5 separate regions of the Sus scrofa genome follow, and regions 2, 3, 4 and 5 are each linked to region 1. A link is a contact called in public Hi-C and promoter capture Hi-C data. All regions are on one chromosome and are shown on one strand. Each heading gives the region's core, a stretch centred on a gene start, on an enhancer-like site or on the middle of the called end of the contact. The rest is flanking DNA. Distances are from core to core; before and after follow the strand shown.

Evidence for each region. Promoter capture Hi-C pulls out the DNA fragments that hold promoters and counts their contacts. A called contact is a pair of places that touch in the nucleus more often than the background predicts.
Region 2: a contact with region 1 is called in a Hi-C map of subcutaneous adipose tissue, with 2.1 times the contacts expected there. The contact joins the promoter of CIDEA here to the promoter of SPIRE1 in region 1. A contact is called at or near these places in 2 of 5 promoter capture datasets (fetal skeletal muscle and liver), 10 of 47 Hi-C or Micro-C datasets (alveolar macrophages, embryonic fibroblasts, heart right ventricle and 7 more) and 1 of 2 datasets of contacts at active chromatin or transcription factors (skeletal muscle).
Region 3: a promoter capture Hi-C map of liver shows a contact between it and region 1, with 4 times the contacts expected there. The contact joins the promoter of TUBB6 here to the promoter of SPIRE1 in region 1. A contact is called at or near these places in 2 of 5 promoter capture datasets (fetal skeletal muscle and liver), 1 of 47 Hi-C or Micro-C datasets (mesenteric adipose tissue) and 1 of 2 datasets of contacts at active chromatin or transcription factors (alveolar macrophages).
Region 4: a contact with region 1 is called in a Hi-C map of embryonic fibroblasts, with 2.3 times the contacts expected there. The contact joins the promoter of MPPE1 here to the promoter of SPIRE1 in region 1. A contact is called at or near these places in 1 of 5 promoter capture datasets (liver), 5 of 47 Hi-C or Micro-C datasets (embryonic fibroblasts, heart right ventricle, omental adipose tissue and 2 more) and 1 of 2 datasets of contacts at active chromatin or transcription factors (alveolar macrophages).
Region 5: a Hi-C map of liver shows a contact between it and region 1, with 3 times the contacts expected there. The contact joins the promoter of PRELID3A here to the promoter of SPIRE1 in region 1. A contact is called at or near these places in 1 of 5 promoter capture datasets (fetal skeletal muscle), 4 of 47 Hi-C or Micro-C datasets (embryonic fibroblasts, heart right ventricle and liver) and 2 of 2 datasets of contacts at active chromatin or transcription factors (alveolar macrophages and skeletal muscle).

The regions. Positions count from the first base shown.
Region 1 is chr6:96,932,653-96,935,352 of Sscrofa11.1, forward strand. It overlaps SPIRE1 (protein spire homolog 1), which reads left to right and starts at 1,371. Exons shown (of 18, transcript XM_021096025.1): 1 at 1,371-1,955. The coding sequence starts at 1,658.
Region 2 is chr6:97,265,965-97,268,664 of Sscrofa11.1, forward strand. CIDEA (cell death-inducing DFFA-like effector a) reads right to left here and starts at 1,441. Exons shown (of 5, transcript NM_001112696.1): 1 at 1,396-1,441. The coding sequence starts at 1,433.
Region 3 is chr6:97,239,404-97,242,103 of Sscrofa11.1, forward strand. TUBB6 (tubulin beta-6 chain) reads right to left here and starts at 1,289. Exons shown (of 5, transcript XM_021096031.1): 1 at 1,141-1,289; 2 at 747-855. The coding sequence starts at 1,197.
Region 4 is chr6:97,323,371-97,326,070 of Sscrofa11.1, forward strand. It overlaps MPPE1 (metallophosphoesterase 1), which reads left to right and starts at 1,282. Exons shown (of 10, transcript XM_013988815.2): 1 at 1,282-1,515. The coding sequence starts at 1,315.
Region 5 is chr6:97,199,387-97,202,086 of Sscrofa11.1, forward strand. It overlaps PRELID3A (PRELI domain containing protein 3A), which reads right to left and starts at 1,406. Exons shown (of 10, transcript XR_002344989.1): 1 at 1,183-1,406. It overlaps AFG3L2 (AFG3-like protein 2), which reads left to right and starts at 1,504. Exons shown (of 19, transcript XM_021096024.1): 1 at 1,504-1,772. The coding sequence starts at 1,656.

The DNA.
Region 1 (2,700 bases), core at 121-2,620:
CAGATTTGTTTTCACTGTGCCACAACAGGAACTCCCTAATTTCTGTGTTTCTAAATCAAGAGGCATATATATACATCCTACCAATATCATGTAAGGAATTGGTTGTTTTCTACTCAGGGCTGTGGCACACATATTTCATTTTTATAAAAAGGATTATAAACCCATGATTAAGTGATGTTAAATAATTGTTTTTCTCTCTTGTAATGATATTATACTTGAGTGCCTAAGGAGAATTTTTTTTCCTCTCGTCTTTCAATTTCTTTCTTTTTTTGGCCACACTCACTGCACATGAAAATTCCCCTGCCAGGGATTGGATTGAAGCTGCAGCTATGGCAATGCCGGATCCTTTAATGCACTGCAGTGGTAAACCTGCATCTCTGAACTGCAGTAGGACTCTTACCCCACTGCACCATAGCAGGAACTCACTCAGTTTCTTCCTTTTATATTCTCTCCTGTTTTCTTCTCTTCTCCCTAATTCTGCTACATGTACTGTGGTATCTTGGTCATTAATAATAGACTGCAGTAATTTCTACTAAAAGATGCAATTGTTGGGAGTTCCCGGTATGGCTCGGCAACAGTGAACCCTACCAGTATCCACGAGGATATGGGTTCGATCCCTGGCCTCGTTCAGTGGTTTAAGGATCCCACTTTGTGGTGAGTTGTGGTGTAGGTTGCAAAAGAGGCTCAGATCCTGGGATGCTGTGTCTGTGGTTGGCAGCTGCAGCATGGATTCAACCCCTAGATCAGGAACTTCCATTTGCCACAGGTGTAGCCCTAAAAAGAAAAAAAAAAAAATGTCGAGAGTGCCATATCTAATAACTGCCTTAAAAGGCTTACTGGTACTTACTATAGGTTCTTTCCTTGCTTGGTTGATGCTTCCAACTCAAGGTTCTCACTCGGCACTAATCTCAGAGTAGAATGTTACCATCGGCAGATAATTTGCAACAAGTTTGTACCTCAGGCCCTGATATGCGCTCTTGGAAAAAGCTGGTGAGTAAAACCCATTAAAGATCCAGTCCTCTTGGGGCTTAGGGTGAAGTTGGGAGTGGATAGGGAGGTTATCCAAGCCAATTGTCTGGTGCCTTGATGGAGATAGTACCCGACAGAGCAGAGCAGGGCGCGGGTACCGGGAGGAGCAAGGGCACTGTGAGGGTTGGCCCGAAAGAGAGAGGGTGCGGTGGTTGGACCAGCGCCCAGGAGCTGGCACTCGGCGGGAGCCTTTGCGGGACGGGGAGGAGCGAATCCCTGGGGCGGGACTTTGGGGCGGGGCCGACTAAGGGGCGGGGTTAACTATGGGGCGGAGCTAGGAAGAGGGACCTACCCGGGGGGCGAGACCAGGGGGCGGGGCTAGCCCCGGGCGGGGCTTTGGGGGCGGGGCCGCGGACGCCATTGCTCTGCTACTTGCTGGTGGCGGTCCTGTCAGGCCCCCTGACCAGCCCAGGTTCTCCGTCTGGTTTCTCACCCAGCTCCCCGGCTCAGTCCCTGGCCCGTCCCCTTCCTGGTGGCGGCCCCGGTCCCGCCCCGTCCCCGCCCTCTACCCGCAGCGGCGCGCCTGGCCCGCTGGGCGGGGTTCCGGGGATGAGGCGGCGGCGGCGCGCAAAGACGATGCTCCGCAGCTGAGGCGACGCGGCGTTGCGAGCGCGGCGCGACCCGCGGGATGGCTCAGCCGGCCGGTCGGGAGGGCGGCGAGGGGCCTCCGGACCCCGGGGAGGCCGCGGGTCCGCCGGCCGCGCTGAGCCTGGAGGAGATCCTGCGGCTCTATAACCAGCCCATCAACGAGGAGCAGGCGTGGGCCGTGTGCTACCAATGCTGCGGCTCTCTGCGCGCCTCGGACGCTGGCCGCCGCCAGCCCCGCCGCCGGGTGCGCTCGGCAGCGCAGATCCGCGTGTGGAGGGACGGCGCCGTCACCCTGGAGCCTGCCGCCGGCGATGCGGGAGAGCCGGCCCCCGCCTCGGGTGAGCCTCCGCCCGCCCCGCTATCCCTTCTCCCGCCGCGGACCCTCCCCCACCGCGACCCCCATCTCCAGCAGCACCACGGACGATCCCCATCCTGGCCCCCGGCGCTTCCGCCCCGGTCCACTCTCCCTTCATGTCTCGCAGGAGGATCCTTGCCGAGGCCCCGGGCCCTTCCCTTGCAGCTCCCGGGGCCGCCGCCCCCCGTCCTTCCGCGCCGTGCCCCTCACCCTCACGGAGGTGTTGGAGCTCGGGCGGTGGGAGCGTGGGCGGTGGCCCCGGGAGCCGTGTGGGCTCCAGGGTCAGTGCGCGGCCTGTCCAGCGCCCCTGCCCACGGCCGGCGGGGAGGCGTGGGGTCGCAGGCGGAAAGCTCTGGGCCGTGTGAACGCGCGGGTGGTGCTCGGGGCCGAGCCCGGGTGGGACGCGCTGGGCGCTGCCGGCTTCCAGAGACCTGGCCGGGCCGGCTGTCCCGAGGCTGCGCTCATCCAGCGAGAGGCTGGTAGTACTTTAAACCACTGCACACCAGGTTCTCTCAGTTGAAAATGCAGACAATTGAGCCCTGAGGAGAGAAAGCTATTTTGGGAGAAATGGAGGAAGCGACTGAATTATGATAAAAATAAAGAAATAATATGGTTTCCGTGCACCTTACAATTTGTTGTGATGGAAAACAGGCTTGTGAGGTTAAAAAGTTGACAGGTTGTCAGATAAATAGGTACAGTGGATTTTACTTAGGTCATTTTCTGATGTA
Region 2 (2,700 bases), core at 191-2,690, 330 kb after region 1:
TGCTCCAGGCCACACCAACCAGCGTTAGTGCCCTCCTGCCATCCTTGCTCAGCCCAGCAACTCAGTGCTGCGAGAGTTCCATGGGAGAAAGTTTGGAAGACACACTGCAAACCCTTAGCAGTTGCTACCCCTGGGAGTGGGACTGTGGGGTGGGTGGAGCTGGAGGAAGAGGAATAAACCAGGAAAAAAACCCGAGGGCTTTTCCTTTTGGCCTGAAGCCCATCAGTGAAGATGCATGAAAAAGTCTGTCGCCCACCTTCTGTTTTTCATTGTTTGTTTTTGGTTTTTGTCTTTGCAGGGCTGCACTCAAGGTTCCGAGGCTAGGGGTTGAATCGGAGCTGTAGCTGCCGGCCTATGCCACAGCCACAGCAACGCCAGAGCCAAGAGGCGTCTGCGACCTACACCACAGCTCACGGCAACGCCAGATCCTTAGCCCACTGAGCGAGGCCAGGGATCGAACCTGGGTCCTCAGGGATACTAGTCGGATTCGTTAGCCACTGAGTCATGATGGGAACTCCTCATTGTTTGTTTTCAAAGAGACAGCCAGACAGCCAGAGGATAAACAGACGCCCCCCCATATGTTGGCAGCTGTCTCTAATCTTGAGCATGTCACCCCCTTTAAGAACCCAAGTTCAGAAGCTTACAGATCACATTTCCTTCCCCCTCACCTCAGAAAACCTGCATTTCAAAGAACTCAAGCGCTTTCTATCTTTTTGAAGTACTCTGAACATCTTCAAATAAAGCACCATCCACTCATCCCTCCCTTAAATCTGTAAAGTTACAGCCACCTGATATCTTTAGGGTTTTACAAAGATTGGTTAAGGATGTCTAGGTGAGAAGAAGAACCCTAGAGAGAAAAAAGTGCTGTGGTTCTCGGTCAGGCCCCGCTTGGAGCTGGCGAGGGTCTGGGGGCCCTTCTTCCCCACTGGGCAGCGTCACCGCTTCCCCAAACTCCACCTTACAAGCCTGGGGGTTCAGCCAGCAGGGTCAGGGAGCGTCCAGGCCCAGGCGGGCGCTTGGACCTGGAACCCGCGCTGTCCTGAGAGCTGAGCTGGCCGCCCAGACACCACGCTCCCCACCAGCACCACTCGCGTCGCCCCAACTCCCGCCGCGCTCAGGGAGCCCGAGAAACCTGACCCGGCACCCGGTGGAGCTGTCGCCCAGGCCTCCTGGACCCGCCTCGTCCGCGCCCTTGGGGCTGCGGCGGCAAGGGATGTGGCCGCTCCTGCACTCACCACCCGCACCTGTTCCGTGGACACACGCTCATCTGGGGAGCCACACCTGCGCTGGCGGCCGGCTGTGGGCGGCTCGGGCTGGGCAGGTGGGCTGAGGAGGCGAAAGGGTAGGGCGCTGCGGGGCACCGGGGATCGGGGGCGCAGGCAGCGCAGCACTCGCCTGAGGAGGGCTCCCGCGAAGTCCCGCGCCGTCTCCATTGCTCCGCTTCCCAGCTGGGCGCAGCCGCCTGGCGCGCAGCCTCTTAAAAGCGCCGCCGCCCCGCCCGCATCCACGCCCCTCGGGCGGCCGGCCTTCCCACGACCTGCGGCCCAGGCGCTCCGCGGGCCCTCTGGGGTCGCTGGTCTGCCTGCTGGAGACCCGGGCAGTGGGGGAAGCCGTGGCATCAGCTGTGGATGGGCGGCCCCCTCGAGGATTAGGGTGCGGATGCGCGCCGGTCCCCGAGGACCCCCCCTCAGAACCTTCCCCACCGTGCGCCTCGGTTGTGAGGGCTGTAAATGGACCGGGGCTGTAAGCGGACCGGGGGCGAGGGACCCGAGGGGTCAGAGGGACAGGACTTTTCTGAGTAAGGGAGGCAGAGAAACACAGAGCCCAGGACGAGGGGGTAGGTTAACCCGGTCCGGCTTACATAGAACTCCACACAGGAAGGTGCAGTTGGGCGTGTTTCAGACCTTAGAAGGGCGGGGGTGGCAGGGATTCCAGAGCACAGCTCACGCAATGCCAGATTCTTAACCCCCTGAGCGAGCTCAGGGATTGCACCCAGGTCCTCATGGATACTAGTCGTGTTCCTTACTGCTGACCATGCCAGAACTCCCTCCAGAGCTCTTAACTGAGAACTTGAAGCAGACCCCTGAGCACATTGAGTAGGGGCAGTGCCACAACCCGGGCCCTTTATTTATTTATTTTGGCTGTACCTGTGTCATATGGAAGTCCCCTGGCCAGGGATGGGATCGGAGCTGCAGCGTGACCCACACCACAGTTTGGCAAGGCTGGGTCCTTAATCCACTGCACCAGGCTGGGGATCACACTGGCACCACCATAGAGACAAGCTGGTTCATAAATCCACTGCACCACCGCGGGACCACCAGCCTGCCCTTTAAAAGGAGTAACCTCCTCTGATGAGCCTGCCCTGCACTCAACCAATGACTGGCCCTCTGCTTATCAGCCTGCCTGGGCCCTGCTGCAAACCACATTTCCAAAGAGCTGCAGCCTGACCTCTGCCTTGGTCCCGACTGACTTGACTAGCAGAGCTGGCCCTTCTGCCCATACTTTTCCTCCTTTTAATCATAGAAACAAACATTCATCTTGCCCTGAGGGTCACTGGTGTCACGGAGATGAGGAATGTGGGAGCCAAAAGCAATTTCCGTCCTGAGTCCTGGACTCCGGGGGCCTGCCAAGAACTCTCCAGCCCCAGGAAAAAGGACTGGGCCCTAGCTGCCCCTCCTCAATGGGGCCCAAATGTCCCCA
Region 3 (2,700 bases), core at 39-2,538, 310 kb after region 1:
GTTCTTTCAACGTCTTAATTTTTTTGTTGCTTTGGGAAAGGCGTGTCTCACTTTTATAAGAAACATTGTAACAGAAATAAACACATAACCACAATATATTTGTGGCTACCCAGCACCAGGGGACATTATTCTCAAACTTAGATAAACCACAGCCTGGAATTTTTACTAAACTACCCGACAGTGACCCAGAACTGTGTGTAGTCACAGTTTTCAGGGGATGTAGTCTTATTGGAGGTCTGCAAAGGGCCAGAAAAATCATTTGAGGGATTCACATTTTTAGCCAAAAATCTCTATTAAGAAATAAACTTCAAACTGGGAGGAAAAAAAGCAGGACCTGGTCTAGTAGTGACTAATCACTAGGTTGATTTCCCAGCACTAACGGTTCCGGTTTTGAGGAGCTCAGATCCCCGGGAGAGAACTATTTGAAGAGGCTATTTGAAATTAACCGACGCGGATTTCCCGCCCCAGGGCAGCGAGGGAGGAGCTGGCACCCTGAGCCATGGGCGCCCTGGGCCATCCGGAGGACTTTTCCACAGCAAACCGCCCTCGCGCCAGGCGCACCCGGATGGGAGCGGGGAGGGGATGGCCGGACCCTGGGTGGGGAGGAGTGGGGTATGGCCGAGGTTCCCAGAGGGGATGGCCGGGGGGAGGGAGGGTGTTGCCGGGGTCCAGGGAGATGGCCGGGGACCCAGGGTGATGGCGGGGGTCGGGGCGGGGGAAGGGTGGGGTCGCGCCGCGCCACTCACACGATGACTCATTGTAGTAGACGTTGATTCTCTCCAGTTGGAGCGCGGAGTCACCCACGTAGCCGCCGGCCGGGTCGATGCCATGTTCATCGCTAATCACTTCCCAAAACTAGCAAAAGGCGGGGCGGGAGACAGACACTCAGCCCAGGACCCGGCGCCCGCAGCTCCCCCAGGGCCGGCCCAGCAGGCGGGGCGCGGGGAGCCACAGGCGAATTCCAGGCGCGTTTGTAACTCGGGCGGCTGCTCCCTGCGCCGGAGCTCAGGGAGTGCATGCAGCTGGGGTCCCGCGGTGACGCCCCTTCCTCCGCGCCGGTCCTCCTGCGCAGCCCTGGCCCGAGGGGGTAGGGACGCGGGCCGCCCACCCTCAAGAAAGCCCAGCCCGGCCCGCGCCCACCTTGGTGCCGATCTGATTCCCGCACTGGCCCGCCTGGATGTGCACGATCTCCCTCATGGCGCGCTCGACGCTCGCTGCTCCGACGGCGCGGCGACTGGGGGCTCCGCGGCTCCGAGTTCTCCACCCAGCGCCGGCCGCCCCTCCCCGGCCCTTCCCCAGCCGCCCCGGCCAATGGCCGCGGCCCGCCACCCCGGGCCGCGCCCCCTCCGCCCCTGCCGGCTGCGAGCCCTCCACAGTCTCCCCCGCCCGGCTAGGTCTTCCCCACCCCACCCGCGTCGCCCCCTCGCCCCCGCGGTCCTAGCGCCCTCCCCTTGTCACCCTGGGCCCCCTAGCAGTCCCCGTTCCTCCCTCCGCTCCTCCCTGCCTCTGCTCACCGCCCCCGGGCCTCTCTCCCCGGCACCCCGCCGCCAGCGCGCCCTGGGCTCCCCCTCCCCGGACCGTCCTCCAGGGGCCACCTCGAGCCCGCGCGGTCACAGAAGGGAGAGAAGACCCGGGAGTGAAGGGCTCCCCCCACCCCCAACACGGAAATCGGGCCGGGAAAGAGCCGATCCCTGGAGTGCCCACCCGAGCAGGTCGGGCCGGAGACGCGGCGGGCGGCTGAAGGGAAGGCTGGTGCCCCCCCCACCCCCCCGCCGACTCGTGCTGCACCTGGGAGCGAGTCTGGAGCGCCCCGGCTCTGAAGTCTAGGGGCTGCGGTCCTGCTGAGCCGATGGGGGCCGGCGGGCCCACCCCGAACCGCCCTGCGTAGGTTTCGGGACCGCAGGTCAGGGAGTCCGCACAACCCCGCCGCCCCGCGAGTTCAAGCCCAGATAGTCTCAGGACTGTGTGGGACACGAGAGTGAACTTTTTCGGGGTGATTCTGACCTCTGCCCCCCAACTCAGCCACGGACACGGGGCTTTTTACCCTCCCTCCTGCCTCTCCGTCTGGAAACACAGGGCCATTCGGTTCTGGCGACCTCAAACCGTTTGTGATGGAGTTTGGTTAAAGTGGACACATGGCTGGATCACACACACGTCTACACAGCCTCTCCATCCGGAGTCTGGGAGGAAAAGCGCTTTGTTGGCCGAGAGTGCGCAGGGGCCTGGGCTCTCCTCTGGCTTCCCTCCTCTGGTCCACCGCTGGGTTGGAGAACCCCTTCTTCTGTTGGGAGGGAGGTGTGGACGCGCACGACTTGTGTATGGACAAGTGCAAAGCTGGAGGAGTGAGAAAACTTTAATCCTACGGAGGCCGGAGCTCGCAGGTCTGCTCTTCCGCCAAGGGATGAGCCAGGATTCCCTGCAGAAGGAGCTGAGCCCTCTCCGGCCGGAGACCACTCCGCTGGCGGAAGCTTGGTTCCCTAATTCCTTTACCAGGTGCAGCCCTGACTCTCCGAGCTCCACCCTCCCCTGCCCCAGTGTTTGCCCGCAGCCCCAACCGCAGGTAAAGTCTGCACCGCTCGCGCGGCCCTCTGGGTTCTGAGTCCTCCTCCGCCTTCAGTCACCCCTCTCCCCCCGGCCTACCCTGGGACTGCTGCCGGCCTCCCCCCTGAGCCCCTCCCCACACACACCCCTCTGCGTCCT
Region 4 (2,700 bases), core at 32-2,531, 390 kb after region 1:
AATTGTTCATCTGGGTGTGTTTGGAATTATTACAATATTCTTAATAATAATAATTACCATTTACTGCTTACTTACATGTCCCAGGCACTTTGCTGATTGCTTTCTACCTGATTTCTCGTTTTACATCTCAGTACAGTCACCGTACTCATAGATTTGAAAAACAGACCGGAATTGGTTGTAGAGAAGATTTTGTGAATTGCTAGTCAGAGCTTCGGTTTACTTTTTTTTTTTTTTTTTTTTGGCTTTTGTAGGGCTGTACCTGCAGCATATGGATGTTCCCAGGCTAGGGGTCAAATCAGAGCTATAGCTACCAGCCTACACCACAGCCACAGCAACGTGGGATCCTAGCCCTGTCTGCGACCTACCACAGCTCACAGCAACACCAGATCCTTGACCCACTGAGTGAGGCCAGGGATGGAACCCGCAACCTCATGGTCCTAGCCGGATTCGTTTCCACTGCGCCACAACGGGATCTCCCTTACTTTTTTAACATGGCGATTCTTACTGCTAATTTATTTACAGTATTAATTTGAGGATTACTTGAAGTAATAACGTGAAAGTATATTGAAAAATGGAACATCTCATGCAACACTGTTATAAAAAAATTAAATAAAACCCCAGTCACTGTGATCTTATTTATTCCACACTTGTCTCTTTTTAAGCTGAAAAATAGTTGACTTACAATGTTGTGTTACTTTTAGGTGTACAGCAAAGTGATTCAGTTATACATACATATTCTTTTTGGGATTCTTTTCCCATATAAATTATTAGAAAATATTGACTATATACGGCAGGTCCTTGTTTATCTATTTTATATGTAGCAGTGTGTATGTGTTAATTCCAAACTCCTAATTTATCTCTCCCCTCCCTTTCACTTTGGTGACCATGTTTTCTATGTCTGTGGGTCTATTTCTGTTTTGTGTATAAGTTCATTTCTATCATATTTTTTTTTCTTTTGAAGGCGCTGTACGTGTCCCTACAGACGAGGATGAAAGCAACCCGAGGCCAGCGGGCCCAGAGAGTGCGCAGCCGCACAACAACCCTGGGCATGTGCCCCTTGTCTCGGCTCCTGGCCAATCGCTGGCCCCGGAGGCCAGCTTCTGGCCTCGCCCATCTCCCTGCCCCCGCGCCCAATGACGCCCCGCCCCATGCTCCGCCCCGCTCCGCCCCATGCTCCGCCTCGCCCCGCCCGGCGTCAAGTCCATCGCCCTGCCCCGCCCATCGCCCCGCCCCATCCCCCTCCTAGGCACTGTTCGTCGCCCCGCCCCTTCCCCTCCCCGCACCCCGCTCTACCGCGTTACCCCGCCCCGCCCCATGCTCTGCCCATTGCTCCGCCCAGTCCCACGTGCGTGCCGCGAACCGGACGCGCGCCGAGCGGAGGGTCTGTCTGCTGGGAAGTTTGGGAGGCCTTGGGGTGCAGTTGAGGCGCAGGTGCGGGCGCGGGTCCGTGCGGGCGAGCACAGAGATCCCGCCGCCTGCTCTCTCGCCGTGGGACCCGGCGCCCCGAGCCCGGCGGTAGGTGGGATCCGGCCGCCCAAGCCGTGTCTACGGCCTGCGTCCGCCGGGTGCAGGTGTTGCTGCTTTTCTTGGACCTCTTCTCGGCCCTGCTGCTGCAGCCTAGTGTGGGCGCATACGTTTACTGTTGGAAGCTCCGTGTGCTGCAAATTATACATATATGCTGCAACATTACGGTGACCTGAGGCCTGTGTATTAAATCACCGGGGCCTTTCCCTTCCTAGTTTACTGATGTAGTTTAAAGTTTAAGGTGGAAAACTTTAATATGCAAACAGCTATTGAGGACATTGTGGTAATAATGAATTTAACATGGAGGGCAAGAATTTTAGATGTTCATTGATAGCTTTGAAGTTAAAAATCAGTCAGTGGAGGAAATATTTTGCTCCCAGTGGTGGACTGCAGCTACGGTCTCACGTGTTGGACAGTTCTCTGTCATTTAAGTGTTTTCTATGTAAATATTTATATTATAAAAGAGCAGTTCTTGACAAAGAACATAATGTCGGCTCTTTTTACTTTGTGGTTCTCTGCCTCCTTCTTTACGTTGGAGTTGCTCAAGGTCCTTCCTTCTCTGCTTGCCCTCTAGGATGAGATAGTAAGTAGACAGAATGAAAGATTATTCAGCCACAGAGCACGTTTTCTGTTTTATTTCAGCTAAAGGCACTCTGATTTGGGGGAGCAAGCCAATTTAGAGCCTTCATACCGGCTCATCTACAGGTTGCATTTTTTAAAAGGTGAGAAAATGACTCTGATAACCTCTTAATTCCAGGCTCTGGAGACTTCTTTCTTTTTTGGCTGCTGCAAGCGATAGTTTGCTGGGGATCTGAGGTCCCTGGGCTGCAGGGGTTAGAGCATCAAGTCCTAACTGCTAGACATCAGGGAACGCCCTTCCTTTTTTATTTAAATATAAGAAAAGTGTATTTAAATCTAAAAGTAAGCCCTTCCTATAGGACATTGTTAGCTTATAGAGTCTTCTCTGTGCATATGTTGGTGTTTCTTCATTAAAAAAAAAAGGGCCAAACCTTCTTAACATGAAATTTACCATTTTAAAGTGTACAGTTCAGTGGCATTCAGTGCATTCACATTGTTCTGCAGCCTGCACCACCATTTGCAGAACTTTTTCCTCTTTCCAAACTGAAACTCCATATCCATTAAATAATAATTCTGGAGTTCCCGTCATGGCTCAGG
Region 5 (2,700 bases), core at 156-2,655, 270 kb after region 1:
TAATGGCTTCACGGTTTTTTGCGAAAGGTAACCCCAGCGTTGACTCCACACTGACCAAGTCAGAGAAGTATTACCAAACATAATCTGGTTTCTACCTCTACTTGGACCTCTGACACAATAATACTTGTACTGATTTTTGCTCTCTGCCTTTTAAACCTGCTTTTTAAGCTTGTTTCTTCTAGATTACAACAGTTTCACCTGTAGATAATGGTAGGCCAGGGATTTCAACCCGTCCCGCCATGAAGATGGGCATTATCAACATCCACTGGACAGGGCTGCAACCTCCTAATATTCACTACTCTCCATCTCTGCCACTGTCAGTGACCCCAAGACCCTGATCTCTGACAGATGGCAAGATGGTCTGGACCCCACACGCAGTTGTCCACACATAGGGACAAAGCCCCTGCTCCATCTTAAAGCCGCTACAGAAAACAGACCACGGACTCTTTGATTTTTTAAAAAATTTAAGGGTCCAGACTCCTTGGGGAAGGGGGAAATGTTAAAGCAGGCAGTTAGCCAGAAATGAGGAGAGAAGGGAGGCATGAGCATGTGAGGAAACCTACATCCTGCTCCCAAAGGGTCCCAGAGACAAAGAAAGGCGGGAAGTAGAGAAGTAACATTTGCTCGCTATGCCCTCATTACAACAGAATTAACCAGAACAGTGCCCACCAAGCACCCGACGCCCAGGCAGAGCGGAGAAACCAAAAGGCGAATGCCTGCTGTGGAGCAGCTCATTAAGAATTCCGAAGTTGCGGCAGGTGTGAGGGTTCGTTCCCGGGACAGGCAACTTCCATAGCCACAGGAAAAAAGGAAAAAGAAAAAAAGACCAAAAATGGAGCAAAACTCCCCCGCCCCAGGGAGGCGCATAAGGGAAGCAAGATCCAGAGACGTTCCCGCGCCATCCCCGCGCCCTCAGAACCCGCCTGGCCGGCGCTCTCCCGCTGTGCCCCGGAGGTGATGAGGACCCGGCCTCTGGCCAGGCGGGTCATCCCGCCGCCGCCCAGACGCGTCCCCCAGTCTGCTCTAGCCCTCCGCCCCTGCCCTCGGCAGGCGCACCTGTCCTGTCCAGGAAGGGTCATCGTCCAGAAACGGACCGCACAGCTGACAGAGCCGACCGCGGTGCTGCTGCGGAGAAGGCGCCACTGAACACACCCTCAAGAACACACTCCATGAGGGTCTTACCTAGAGAGAGACGCCCAAAGGGTCCAGGACGCCTCACCTGAAGGAAGGGGCCACCTGTGGGGGCCTCAGCAGCCTCTGCGAGCCTCGGGGCTCCAGCGCGCGCGGCGTTACTGCAAGTGTCCCACCTGCCCCAGGCTCCGCCCTTAGGCCCCGCCTCCAGCTCCGCCCGCTGCGCTGCACGGGCCCTCCGCCCTTTTTCCTTTAGGCCCCGCCTCCTTCCCCGCCCACCACCGTCTGAGCACCTCCTTTAGACCCCGCCTCCGGCCTGTCCCGGACGCTGCGGGGGTGGAGCCACGGCCCTGGGCCCTAGAGCACGCCGCGGTACGGCTGACGTCAGCGCGCCGGGGCCCGAAAGGACGTCAGGAGAGTGTGGGGTCGCGGGCGAACCCTCCCGTGGCCTCCGTTCGGATCCTGACGGGCCATCGAGGCTGCTTTCCAGTCCGCGCCTGGGCCCGAGAGGCGCGCCGGCGGCCATGGCGCACCGCTGCCTGCTGCTGTGGGGCCGCGGTGCTTGCCGGCCCCGCGGGCTGCCCCCGCCGCTCGTGCCTGGCGGCCGCGCGGGACCCACCGAACGGCTCTGCCTGCAGACGGTGAGTTCCGCGCCCCCGGTCCGCTTCCGGCCCGCAACCCGCTTCCGGCCCGGCGCCGGGCGTCAAGGTCACCGGGCCCGGGTGGAGAAGGGCCTCGGAGCGGCGGGTCCGCTCTGGGCCCGGGAGGCCGGTGAAACAGAGCGTGTGGGAGCCGGTCCCGCCGGAGCCCTGCGCCCCGGGGGGTGTGTCCGTCACTGCAGCCTGCGGTTGGCGCCCGGAGGACCCCAATGCCTAGTAATGGGTCATTAACGGTGTCCCCTCTGTCACCGCGAGGCCCTAGCCTCCGTGCAGGGCTGTCCGGCGGTGCAGCCCACGTCGGCTGTGCCCGTGGCGAATCTCGCCTCGCGCAGGCTGACCCCGACCGCATACGGAGGCGCGGGGGCTGGTGGGCAGGACCCTAGCCGGGGGCTTACTCTCCATTTGCCCTTGAGGAAGTGTTTGCAGCCTCTCCACTTTTAAAAAGGCGGTGATAGCACCTGCATTCCTGACGTTTCCTCCTCGGAGCCTCCTTATCCCCTCTTTCCTACTCTGAGTTGCCATGCTCTAGGCCTTTTCCCGTTTATTGCATTGCGTCCATTTCTTTGCCTTTCCTTGCTCTAATCCCTCCTAGTGACTATTGACATGCAGTAAGCAGGTAGGGATCTGCCTTGTGAGTTTGAAATTTTTATGGAGGAATCTTACCTAAAAGTCCTTTCTTTCGAATGGCACCTAGTGTCGGTGAATCGGTGCTGAGGTGTAAGGAAGTCTCTTGTAGGCCCCAGACACATATTCCCTGGTACTTCCCTGAAAATGTGGATGGGGACACCAGGGCATTACTCTGCTACCTACAAGGGACTCTGAGAAGACGCATTTTCCTTTAGGTTTGTGCGGCTGGTAAAAGTGTTTTTCCAGTGAGGTTCCTTGGGAAAAGAATTTGATGTGTGAGGTA